3 separate regions of the Mus musculus genome follow, and regions 1 and 3 are each linked to region 2. Evidence: chromatin contacts called from public HiChIP or PLAC-seq data. All regions are on one chromosome and are shown on one strand. The core of a region is the stretch at or near the end of the contact, and the rest is flanking DNA. Distances in the headings are between cores, read along the strand shown. Region 1 overlaps Gls2 (glutaminase 2 (liver, mitochondrial)). Region 2 holds the start of Gli1 (GLI-Kruppel family member GLI1). Region 3 holds the start of Cs (citrate synthase).

Region 1 (3,769 bases), core at 656-3,155, 860 kb after region 2:
TGCCACATCCGTCCCCTCACCCCATGTGCTCCCTGCCCCCTCCCAGAGTTCTATGAGCAGGTCATGACCTTTGCCTAGGACCAAGAGCCAAATGCCAAGGGCAGGGGGAGGACAACACCATCAGGCATTGATTGGCCACTCCTGGGTGAGAGATATGCTGACAGAAGGGTGAATGGCCAGTCCAGGGCAGTCATTCACGTCACCTGGAACTGTGAGTTGGCCTTGAGCAAGTGATGTCCAACAGGCCCATCAGCTGCAGGTCTCCCAGGGCTTGAGCAAGAACGCAGGAGCAGTGTGGGCAGCGACACTCTGGGGCCAATCACGGTCCCTCCTGAAGAAGGTGGTGTTAGGAACCCTTCCCCCTAGGAACTCAGGTTTCAGAGTCCTGGAGTGTTGACTCCTACCTGAGCCTGCAGTGTTGACGGAAGTGAGCCTGGCGTGTGTGTGTGTGTGTGTGTGTGTGTGTGTGTGTGTGTGTGTGTGTGTGTGTGTGTGTGACTGTCTGTGTGTGTGTGTGTGACTGTCTGTGTGTGTGTGTGTGACTGTCTGTGTGTGTGTGACTGTCTGTGTGTGTGTGTCTGTCTGTCTGTTCTGTGTCTGTGTGTCTCGTGCGTGCTAAGGTAAGCATATCTCCCTGTTCTGGGGAGTCCTGTCGGCAGCCCTATCTTTGGGACCTGCCTCATCTCATCTTCTACTAGAGTTGGGGATGAAGAACATTTGGGTAGAACATTTGCTCCACCATGTACAGAGACCCAAGGCACTTCAATCTCTGGCACTGCTATAAAGAAATAATTTTTGTTTCTTTATCACTATATCTGGGGATATCTCAGTGGCAGAACATTTGACCAGCATACCTGAGTTCTTAGTTTCAATCCTGGTAGTAGAAAGAAAAATCAGGGCTGGTGAGATGGCTCAGGGGCTCAGGGGGTAAGGGCACCCGAATGTTCTTCCAAAGGTCCGAAGTTCAAATCCCAGCAACCATATGGTGGCTCACAACCACCTGTAACAGAGATCTAACACCCTCTTCTGGTGCGACTGAAGACAGCTACAGTATACTTACATATAATAAATAAATAAATCTTTAAAAAAAAAAAAAGAAAAGAAAAATCATTCATCAATATAACTGAATATTCAGCAGACACATTCCATTTCTGTCACAGAGGATCTGGGAATCAGGTATAAGCTAGAGTGAGGCTATAGAATGGGGCATAAAGGTTGGGGGGGGGGTATAGGCATGGTAGCATATGCCTATAATGCCAGAACCTAGAAGTTCTGGGGCTGGAGAGATGGATCAGCAGTTGAGAGCACGGACTGCTCTTCCAGAGGTCTTGAGTTCAATTCCCAGCAACTACATAGTGGCTCCCAACCATCTGTAATGGGATCTGAAAACAGCTACAGTGTACTCATATACATAAAAAAAAAAATCACAAGTTCAAGGCTAGTCTGGGATACCTGAGACCTCTATTTAAAAGTAAATAAATAAATAAAATGGATAGTAGTAATCATGGATAAGGTGGAATTTAGAGACCGAAGTGGAGACAGAAGGAGTGAGCCAGGAGAGAGGAGAGGCAAGTAGATGGGGTGAGGTTATCTGAATCCTCATTCCTTGATAATTTACATTTTGTTTGTTTGTTTCAACAATCCTCCTGCCTCAACCTCCCAAAAGCTGGGATTATAGGTGTGCATCACCACACAGGCTGGTGGTCTGGATTTTTCTCACTAGACTACATAAACCTGCATGCACAAAAAGTCTCAGCTGCTTAAACAAGAAGTATCTGGTGCCTATAACATCAGTTACTCCAAGGCCAGAGGGGCTCTCAGCCACGGGACAACCCAGGCCTGACTCAGAGCAAACAAAGGACATTGTAAAATGTAACATTCCCAGAGCAAACAAAGGGCATTGTAAAAAATAACAGTCCCAGTAGCAAGGTTTGACTAAGCCCTCCTGCCCCTGCTGTCTGCCATCCTCCCAGACCTGGAATGCTGATTGCTTTCCCTTTCCTTCTGTGCAGATGGACTGTAACAAAGCAGAGAAGTTCGATTTTGTAAGTTCCTCACACTCAACCCTTTCCTGCCTTTCTCCACCGCATGCTGTCCACACAGCTGCTACAGCTATCTCCAGAGGAGTGGGGACCACTGGCTTCAGCTTCTTGAAGTCCCTACTCTCCCGGGGAAAGAGAGGGTCTGAGTGCCTTATCAGCCCGGGTGTGTTAGCTAGCGATCCTTAGTCTAAAGGCGTCTTTCTTACCTCTCTTCTCTTCCAGGTGTTACAGTATCTGAACAAGATGGCTGGGAACGAATTCATGGGGTTCAGCAATGCCACGTAAGACTCTGTTTAGGGGGCTGGCTGAGTAGGTTGTACCGTTGAGCATGTGTGTGCTTGGTGGGGGAAGTCGAGGAGGGAAGGGAAAGAAGAATATATATTATCGTAGGAAGAAATTTGGGGGGAATCTTGGCCTCTCAGCTTCCTCTGAGCTTCTGCATCGACATTTACTTACTTGGAGAAATAACATCCCATGTCTGATTACCACATAATGAGAAAGGCAGCATGCTGGCTTGTGCCGAGGCCCTCGTCAAGACTCAGAGCCAAACATCTTGCCAAATTTCCTAGACAGAGCCACTAGACAGCTTCGGGTGGGTTTTGTTTCTGTTTGTTTACATTTAACCACAAAGCTACACCAGGTATTTGTTCAGGTTCTGAAGTTCCCACTAATGCTCTGTGAGACTGTAAAGGCCCGGCTTTCAGCCTGACACAGGCAACAGAATTCTGTATCCCAGGAAAGGTACCCTCCCTCTTTCCCCCCTACACACCCCTTAAGCTTCAAGCATGAAATTTGGTATTTGCTTCAGATTCCAGTCAGAGAAGGAGACTGGGGATCGGAATTACGCCATCGGCTATTACCTCAAGGAGAAGAAGGTAACTGGGAAAGGTCGTAGAGAAAGTCCCTGAGAGTTCTACTGCCAGGTCAATGGCAGGGGGTCAGGCTATGTGAGCCCCTGGCAGTGTGAGCCTATGTCCTGAAGAGACTGCTACACCCTGTTCTTTGCAGTGCTTCCCTAAGGGTGTGGACATGATGGCTGCCCTTGATCTCTATTTCCAGGTAAGCAAACACTCCCGGGGTCAAGGGGACGGGACAGAGTGCCCTCCTGTTAAACGGTAGACGCTCCTCTCTGGTGGTTCTGTTAGAACGTGTTGAAAGATCTAGATGTAGAGAACGTTATTCTACATTAATGTGTTCGAGTCTACACTGCCCTTTGACCTCTCTTGTCTCCGTAGCTGTGCTCTGTGGAGGTTACCTGTGAGTCAGGCAGTGTCATGGCGGCCACTCTGGCCAATGGCGGCATCTGCCCTATCACAGGGGAGAGCGTGCTGAGCGCCGAGGCCGTGCGCAACACCCTCAGCCTCATGCATTCCTGTGGCATGTATGACTTCTCGGGCCAGTTTGCCTTCCATGTGAGTGTTATCTGCTGTCCAGTGCCAAGAGGAGAGGGTAGCCAGGCAAATAGGCTAAGAATCCTTAGGGGATTTTGTCAAATACATCACATTCCTTAAATATATAGACCCTTTCCATAGCTGGCTCCCATCTTAGATGCCACTTCTAGGGAGAGGCATGGCTGATTTATTCCTCTGTTCCCCCACGATAGGCTCTCACTGTGCAGCTGAGGGCAGTCTCAGAGTCAATGATCCTCCTGCCTCATCCTTTAAAGTACTAGAAGGACAGTCATGCACTTAGCCTGGCTTTTTTTTCTTGTTTGATTTGGCATTGGG
Region 2 (3,667 bases), core at 523-3,022:
CCTTCACCGAGAGCCACCGCCTACACTCACGCCTCCCTCTTCATACTACTAACTTTTCCAGTTTCAGTAAAGGTTTTCTGGGCTGGATGGGAGCATGAGAATTAGCCTACCAAAGACCCGAATCATCTTCGCAGTCTATTTTCTAGAGTCCTCTACGTACGTACCCCTTCTCCCCAACTCCCTGGAGTCGGCCCCACCCCCTTTTCCCGGTCCCGCCTTCCCCGCCCCCGTGCCTTCTCGGCCCACCCAAGTCGCCGCCGCAGGCTCTGGCTGCAGACGGCTCAGCTTCCCCGCCCGCCTGGGGAGCCCAGAAAAGCGAGGGGGGGGGTGAAGGGTGGAACATTCTTCCCTCTCTCAGCGCATCCTGAAAGCAGGCAGTAGCGCCCGGGGGGGGGGGGGAGGCACTATTGGAAAGTGGGGTCCCTATAGTGGAGTGGGAAAAAAGAAACCAGAAACTAAGAGAAAGAAGTGCCTGTGTAAATAAGGTGTGCGCGGAGAGGACACCTTGGATTCCTGGGTATCTCCGCCGGCTTCCTAAGGGTTAACCCCTATAGACCCCCGGGAACCCCCTAGTGACGTCAAGAGTGAGTCGGAGACGTCTGTCCGGCGGGGATGCCCAGAGAGATAATGGAGGGGGGTCCTTCTGAACCCCGCCCCCCTAGGGTAAATCACCCGCGTTCACGAACTTTCTTCCCAGAAGAAAACTGCCCATCTTTTCTCCCCGTACTGGAAGGAAAGACCTATACCATAAAGTCCCTGGTTCTCCGGATGCCCCAAACCCTCGGCCTCTACGGAGTTTCCTTTCCTTGATGCTGTTCCCAAAGCTAACTGTCCTGGGTTGATTGTTTCAGGGTCATGGGGCCTGAAAGAGGATTCAGAGCGGGGAGCAAGGGCAGGCAGGGTGGTCTGAGCCAGAGGAGGGGCCTCGGTCCCCAGATCCCGCTTGGGCGGGGGGCCAACAGGGATACACAAGCTGGCAGTAGCCAGTGGTCCCGCTCTGCCCCAGTAGGGGTCTCCCGGCGCCTGGCTTCAGCTGCCCCGGTGGTCCTGAGGTCAGAGGGTCAAAACAAGGTCTCCCCAGCTCTTCCTCTTCCTCGGGGGCCCTGCCCACAGTCTTTGGGAACTCAGAAGTCCAGAATTCCTAGGGATTTTCTACGGCCTACACCGCATGTTAGGAAACCCACCCAGCCTCCTCCCGAGTCCAAACCCACTCCTTTGCCCCTAAACCCCATGTGCACATCTGTCACAGCCACAGGTCAGGAGTCCAATCCCAGCCCGGCCCTCAGGGGTTCTGTTGCCTGGCACACCGCTACTCCCACCCCACTGAGCGCTCCCTTCTTTTGCGGTGGGTCCCGTCTTAGAAACACTGACGTCTTCCAACGGCGCTCAGAGACGCACCTGGAGTTCCCTCTACCACGCAGACCTCCAGCTGGCCGTCCCAACTGCTTCTTCATCCCAACCTCAAGAAAGGGAGAGATTTCTAGTATGTGGGAGAGGCGCGGACAAAGAGACCTGGGACAGACACAGATTGTCAGAAAAAAAGAAGGGGATGCAGAGAAAAGAAGGCACAAATTAAAGCAAAACAAGAAAACACCCAAACTTCCTAATTGCTCTCCCCAAACTCTCCCAACCCCATATTGCCTCTGAGCCCCAGGTCTCCTTCTGGGATAGGGTGAGTCCCTAGGCGTCAGAGCATCTCCTCAGCCCCTCCCCCATCGCTCCCAGGTGGTCTCCCGCCTGCCCCCCTCTCACCTCCGTCGGGGCGCGGTGCTCGGGATGCGTGGTCCAGGGCTGGAAACTGGGCTGGGGGGGGGGGGAGGTGTGTGGCGGGGAGGGGGGTCACAGGGCCACTGCAGCGCAGCTTCAGTGCCACCCCACCCTCCCAACCTGGCCCCCAGCCCTCCCGCCGGCCCAGCCCGCCGGGCCTCGAGCCGGGACCACCCGCGAGAAGCGCAAACTTTTTTTTTCCCCTTTGCAAAAACTTTTTCTCGCTGTTGCCACCCGCACGCTACGGCTCTTCCCGCTCACTTCCCTCGTATATCCTTCCTTCGGACCGTTCTAGAAGATGAGCTGGGTGGATAGAAGCTAGAGAGGGGGTGCCGGGCTTATGGCACCCCCAGGACCCCCAGGATCCTCCCCCTCCCTTGAGGGACCCTATACTGCCTACTACCCCCCCCCCCGCCCGAACACGCTGCTCTTGGTGGACAGTAAATCCCGGCGCGGATCCCTGGATCGGCTGTCCACGAAGAGGCTCTGAACCAGAGCCAGGAAAACATTGAGGAAAATATTGCGCGGCGGGAGAGGGAGGGGGGAAAGCTCACCCAGAAAGTTAAACCAGAAGCCTCGGTCTTCGGCTTCATTGGTCGTAACTGAGCTTTCCCCATGTCGTGGTCTGTAGGCCAGCCTCACTCTTTGGATGGAACGTGGAGCATTTGGAGAGTTGGGGTTTGGGAGAAAGAAGTTGGGTTGACTGATGTAGAGGAGGGGAGGGGGTGCGACCTATGGAACATGAAGGAAGAACACGGGCTAGAGTTCTAAGTGCAGAATGTGCATTCACAGATCACTGAGGACAGTGGTGCTCTGTGTAGAGTACCTCTCTGGAGAAACTCCGTTCTCCATCTCCAAATTCTGGACGCAGTTGCCACCTCCACACCTCTCTCTTTAAGGCTTTTCGCGCCCTCTGCTGGTCGTCCTAGCACATGGCACCCCTCGGAGTGGAAATGATTGCACTGGCGAACTTAAGGAAATTTGACAGGTTCCTGTCCCCAAAGCCCAATCGGATGCCCAGGGAGCTGCGTGAGCTCAAAGAAACAGAAGGGCACGCCAGGGAAGATTGCGAGCCCCTTGGGTAGTTCGTGATAGGGGAGTACCCTGTCTCTTTGAATCTGTGTTACCATGGTGACTGGACACAGAGAGAGGGCCTCTATTTCAGTTTCCCACCTGAGAAAGACTCAAAAGCATGGCGGGGTGGGGAGAGAGAGTCTTCCCTTAAACAGATCTCTCAGGCCATAGCGCTGTTTTTAAACCACCTTCTTGGCTCTGCAAAGTAAGTGTTTTTTGTTTGTTTGTTTTTTGTTTTTAAATTAAGATGGGCCAAGCAGTGGTGGCATACACCTTTAATCCCAGCACTCGGGAGGCAGAGGCAGGCGGATTTCTGAGTTCGAGGCCAGCCTGGTCTACAGAGTGAGTTCCAGGACAGCCAGGGCTACACAGAGAAACCCTGTCTCCAAAAAAAAAAAAAAAAAAAATTAAGATGAAGACAGGGACACATATGAGACCTAACAAGTGCAAGGAGTCACAGTAGAAACAGATAAGGGACAACACTCCATATAACTGACAAGTTACATCCATGAAATTTACAAGGTACCCACAGCCAGGCCAGACCAGTAACCACAGAGAAAGAGTTCTACACGTGTCATGTGACTTGTCTTACACAGACTGACAGTTTTGGAGCCTTTTGAGTTCTGCGGAAAGGGAAATGCTTTTGTGTTTTGATGACAGACTGTTACTCAGTAGTCCAGGCTGACCCAGAGTTTACTCAGGAGCCCAGGCTGAGCTCAGGCTCACAGCTGTCCAGGCCTCAGCCTCCCCAGTGCTTCGGTGACAAGCACAAACCACAAGACTGCTTTCTCCTGTATTCACTTAAAATTAACTGTTTTATTTCCAG
Region 3 (3,965 bases), core at 1,010-3,509, 1.0 Mb after region 2:
ACTCCAGAGTTTCCTGCTTCCACCTCCCAAATGTTGGGGTTATAGATACATGTGCCATTCCTGGTTCCTCACCATTTTTAAAAACAGGGCTTTGATGTAGCTCATGGCTTAGCATATGTGAGACTCATGTAACCATATACACGTTCCTGTACACACACACACATACAGAGAGAGAGAGAGAGAGAGAGAGAGAGAGAGAGAGAGAGAGAGAGAGAGAGAGAGAGAGCAAACTACTGTCTACTGTCTACTGAAGTTTGTTTACCTATAGGAGATAATGTTAAGACGATTCTAGAGCCCGAATTCTCCCACTTGATCTTGACCACCAGGGGGCACCGTTGTCCCTGAGCATTTTGAATCTTCCCAAGGTCACAATTATGTCAAGTCTTTTCTGTGGCCCCTTCCTGTTCTCATGCAGGTATATTTGGACCTAGAGTTTTCTTAGCTGTTATATTCATGCCAGTCTTAACTTTCCCACCTATGTTCAGAAAGAAACTGTAGGGCTAGGGGTGTGGTTTGATGTTTGAGTATTAGTAATAGCATGTTACAAACCGCATTCACTCCCAGCAATGAGGGACAGACTGATACAGACTCAGCTTTTGGGCGAAACCACTTAACCCCCTTCATCTCTGGGCTTTCACATTGATTTTATAACAATGGACATCAGGATTAAATAACTTCAAATAAATAAAAATTGGACGTTAAAGTACAGAATCCTATCAAGGGGCTTAAAAAGGATGGCATTCTCTCTGTAGTTATTAAAACTCCAGTTACCATTATGGCCACCCAATAATTGTCCCTTCAGCAGCCTCACCTGATGGGGACAGCCTCTGGTTACTTACGGCACTGGAGTTCAGGCCTCTGATCTGCTAGCTAGTCTCTGTGGATAATTAACTATGGGGGAAGGAACCAGGTCAGACTATTCTGGGGTTATGAGGAAACCCCATGTGAGATGCTAAATTGGGAGCCAATATTGATCAGTGAAGCTTTGAAGTCCCCGGGGAGGTGGTCTAAGGTTATTGCTTCTCAAGAGGCGCAGCTTCTCTTGATAAAGTTCTCTCATAAGAACTACCTGACTTCCAAGCTAGAACAACACTACTGGGCAGATATGAATATGTATATGAGAAAACTTGAGGAAATAGGGGTTTTCTTTCTCTTTTCCAAGTCTAAGCCACAAACTACATCCTCTATAAACAAGGACTATCTGAACTTGGCTTACATGGATACTGAGACCTCTGCACTTTGTTACTGTCATGTGGTGAGATAAAAGGATTGTACATTTGAGGCTTGGTGGTTACAGATAAGGTGCTCTGATCATTGGGTCAGCTTCTCTCCACCCTTAGGCCAATTTCACAGTAGGCACAGGAAAGTACAGAAGTTCTGAGGTGTTCTACCCCGGGGCATTTAAGAGTGATGTGTAAGATCATTAAATCCTTGTGTCATTCACTGCAATGTTTTCTGAGGGAGAAATAAGAGAGAGAGCCAAGTAGGATAAACGTCCTCGAGTCCTTTGGAAATACTGTGAATGATGGGACGAAAAGAGAGTGTCTAACACCTGATCTTGAGTGGAGAGTTGCAGCTCCTGATCCTGTGTCTGAGGTGGGCTGGCTCTATGGGGTTTTATGATATGGGGTTTTATGAAGAATGTCAGAATCATAAGGCCCAGGACCCAAAGACTGAAAGGTTCCTTCATATTAAGGGGGCTTTTGTAAGACTTAGACTCCATATAGTTCACAAACATCACTAAACATTCAGGCTTCTGGTTTTGCTCTTCTCCACATAACGGGGTCAGTATCTGTAATTTCAAGATTTCTTCTGTTCACAAATGACCATCAAGCAACTAACTCTGGCATCATAGCGGGCTTTCTGCGTGATGTCACCTCCACGGCCATGAAGTCATTAACCAAAGACATTCTTTAAGAAAGCATGCCAAGCAGGTAGAGGAAGTGCAATGGTCAGTTGCAGTGTTCAGTGACCTTCAAACGTCGCGTGCTGGAGCTTTATCTTCAGCATTCTCCGGAGAACCCGAAATGTGTTAAGGGCAAAGGGAAAAGCCAAAGAAGGAAGTTAACTGAGTTCTCAGGCACATCCTTAGACACCTACAATCCCTTTCCCACCCACTCCTAATTAGCCTAATCCGTACGGTCCAATCCTCCCCGCGATAACATCTGTCAAAGGCTCAGATCCCGCCCCTCTTCCATTTTGGGCCAATGGTCGAGGCCGGGGTGGGTCGCCGGAGGGGGGCGGGCTCAAGTTTCGGGCAGAGGGCGGGGCCTCGCCGAGGACCCTGGGCTGGGCGCCTGTGCCGGTTTGTCTACCCTTCCCCTCAGCCGCCTCCTTTCAACCTTGTCCGCCGGTTGGCGCGGTCTCCATCACAGCGGCGACCGCTCCTGTTGCAGCTGTAGCTCTCTCCCTTCGGTCCCTTCCCGCCAGGTCCCGGAGTTTCGCCCGCCATGGCTCTACTCACTGCAGCAACCCGGCTCTTGGGAGCCAAGGTGAGCTTAAAGGAGGGAGCGCGCCGTGGCGCGCGGGGTGGGGCTGAGGCGACCGCAGGGCCTCCGGCACCGGCTCTCCCTCCCACACCGGAGCGCAGCCCTCCGCGCCTTAAAGGGGCCCGACCCTGGCGAGCCGCCAACCCTTCCCAGAGCTCCTAGGCCATGTGCTGCGTGCCCTTCCGGCTAAGGTGAACGCTGCCGGCCCCGGCCTGCAGCCCCCGGCGGCCGGGAGGCCCGCCTTCTGTCATATCAAGTATCCAAGGTGCAAGCGAGGGATGCAGGGCCCTGGCTGCAAGGCCAGAGAGCAAAGATGTGGCGTGGTCCCCCGAATTAGGGAGAGAACTGTTGGAGGAGGAGTGGGGGATGTATAAATATGCTCACTTGGTCACTGGGGCTAATTTGGGCTCTGCTTTGTAGGGTGAGTCCTGTCAGGACCTGTTTCTTTCCTCACTGTAATTGAAGCCTGTAAGTGACCCCGCCGTTTTAGTTTTGTTAGGGGACTAGAGCCCCCCAGCTCCTCTTTGTCCTTGGGACTCCTGCACTTAATGTATATAGGAGGAGCTTGAATAGGGTGGGGCATTTCTGTTAAACCTGCTGATTATGTATCACATCAGGCTCTAGGTAGAACCAGAAAGGTTGTTCCTCCAAGCTACAGGCCAATAAATGAAGACAGGCGTGAGGTAGTAACACCAAGGTCACATGACTCAATTCTACTACCTACCAGGAGTACTTCCCCTTATTCCCTGGCGGCCCTTTAATTTGATGGTTTGCCTTTTGAATTCTGAAGTTCAAGTCCAAGTAGGGATAACTCTTAATTTCACGTTATCACTACTTTTTTGCTCAGCATAACTTGGGCCTTTAAACAGAGACCCAGCTATGCTGAGGGAATTTCAGCTCTAACCCAAGTGGGGACAGTCCCACAAATGACCTTGGCTTCTGTTTTAGTTTTAAAGGAACTAATAGGTTTTTCTCATCAGTAGATAGTTTGAAGCAAAGTACACCTGGAGGAAAGAAAAGACTTAGAATGGTATTAACTTTCTGTGTGAGATGCATAGTTGTCAGATGTACCACAAAACTTGTAGGGTTTATCTTGGGGCTTTTCTGTGTCTGGCAACAAGGTAGAGACTGGTTATTTGGTAGACACTTGTCTTACTTGGCTGTTGCTACTGCTGCTGCCAGGGAACTGGGTAAGGAAACCTCTTGGGAAATGAAGCAAGTTCTAGACGGTGTTTGGCAGAATGGTGGACCTATAATTAGATCGGTTCAGGAGCTGCTAACCCAGACCAGATAGTCTAACACAACAGTGAACTTGAAAAAGCCTTTGGTTTTACTTTTTTTTTAGTTTATCTTGCTTCATAAAGCCCTAGGAAATGTCATAATGCTTTGGGAGGGTGACTGGGCCACATTTGTGTTGTCATTCTTTACTTTTATGTTAGAAGTGAAGTTGAGGATCCCAGAAACTTTGCTAGTCTT

Evidence for each region. HiChIP or PLAC-seq counts read pairs in DNA pulled down with a chosen protein or histone mark.
Region 1: a FOXA1 HiChIP or PLAC-seq map of pancreatic cancer cells shows a contact between it and region 2. The contact joins the enhancer-like site here to the promoter of Gli1 in region 2. A contact is called at or near these places in 1 of 39 promoter capture datasets (pre-B cells), 1 of 484 Hi-C or Micro-C datasets (liver) and 5 of 115 datasets of contacts at active chromatin or transcription factors (astrocytes, bone marrow-derived macrophages, embryonic stem cells and 2 more).
Region 3: an H3K4me3 HiChIP or PLAC-seq map of embryonic forebrain shows a contact between it and region 2, with 5 times the contacts expected there. The contact joins the promoter of Cs here to the promoter of Gli1 in region 2. A contact is called at or near these places in 3 of 39 promoter capture datasets (the C10 cell line, cranial neural crest and embryonic stem cells), 1 of 484 Hi-C or Micro-C datasets (liver), 3 of 115 datasets of contacts at active chromatin or transcription factors (embryonic forebrain, embryonic stem cells and large pre-B cells) and 1 of 9 other capture datasets (liver).

The regions. Positions count from the first base shown.
Region 1 is chr10:128,201,811-128,205,579 of GRCm38.p6, forward strand. Gls2 (glutaminase 2 (liver, mitochondrial)) reads left to right here. Exons shown (of 18, transcript NM_001033264.3): 8 at 2,013-2,045; 9 at 2,265-2,323; 10 at 2,851-2,917; 11 at 3,051-3,101; 12 at 3,278-3,454. Among named protein-coding and RNA genes, the nearest start is that of Spryd4, 8.1 kb to the right of the region's middle. Within about 2 kb of position 1,906, at least 29 of the 459 cell types and tissues checked have an H3K27ac peak or open chromatin away from gene starts, as enhancers often do. A contact at or near this core is called in embryonic stem cells, liver and pancreatic cancer cells, where this site is marked.
Region 2 is chr10:127,339,807-127,343,473 of GRCm38.p6, forward strand. It overlaps Gli1 (GLI-Kruppel family member GLI1), which reads right to left and starts at 1,773. Exons shown (of 13, transcript NM_010296.2): 1 at 1,753-1,773; 2 at 1,399-1,512.
Region 3 is chr10:128,335,468-128,339,432 of GRCm38.p6, forward strand. Cs (citrate synthase) reads left to right here and starts at 2,260. Exons shown (of 11, transcript NM_026444.4): 1 at 2,260-2,492. The coding sequence starts at 2,451. Gm51822 (a long non-coding RNA gene) reads right to left here. Exons shown (of 2, transcript XR_003949053.1): 2 at 1,672-3,965.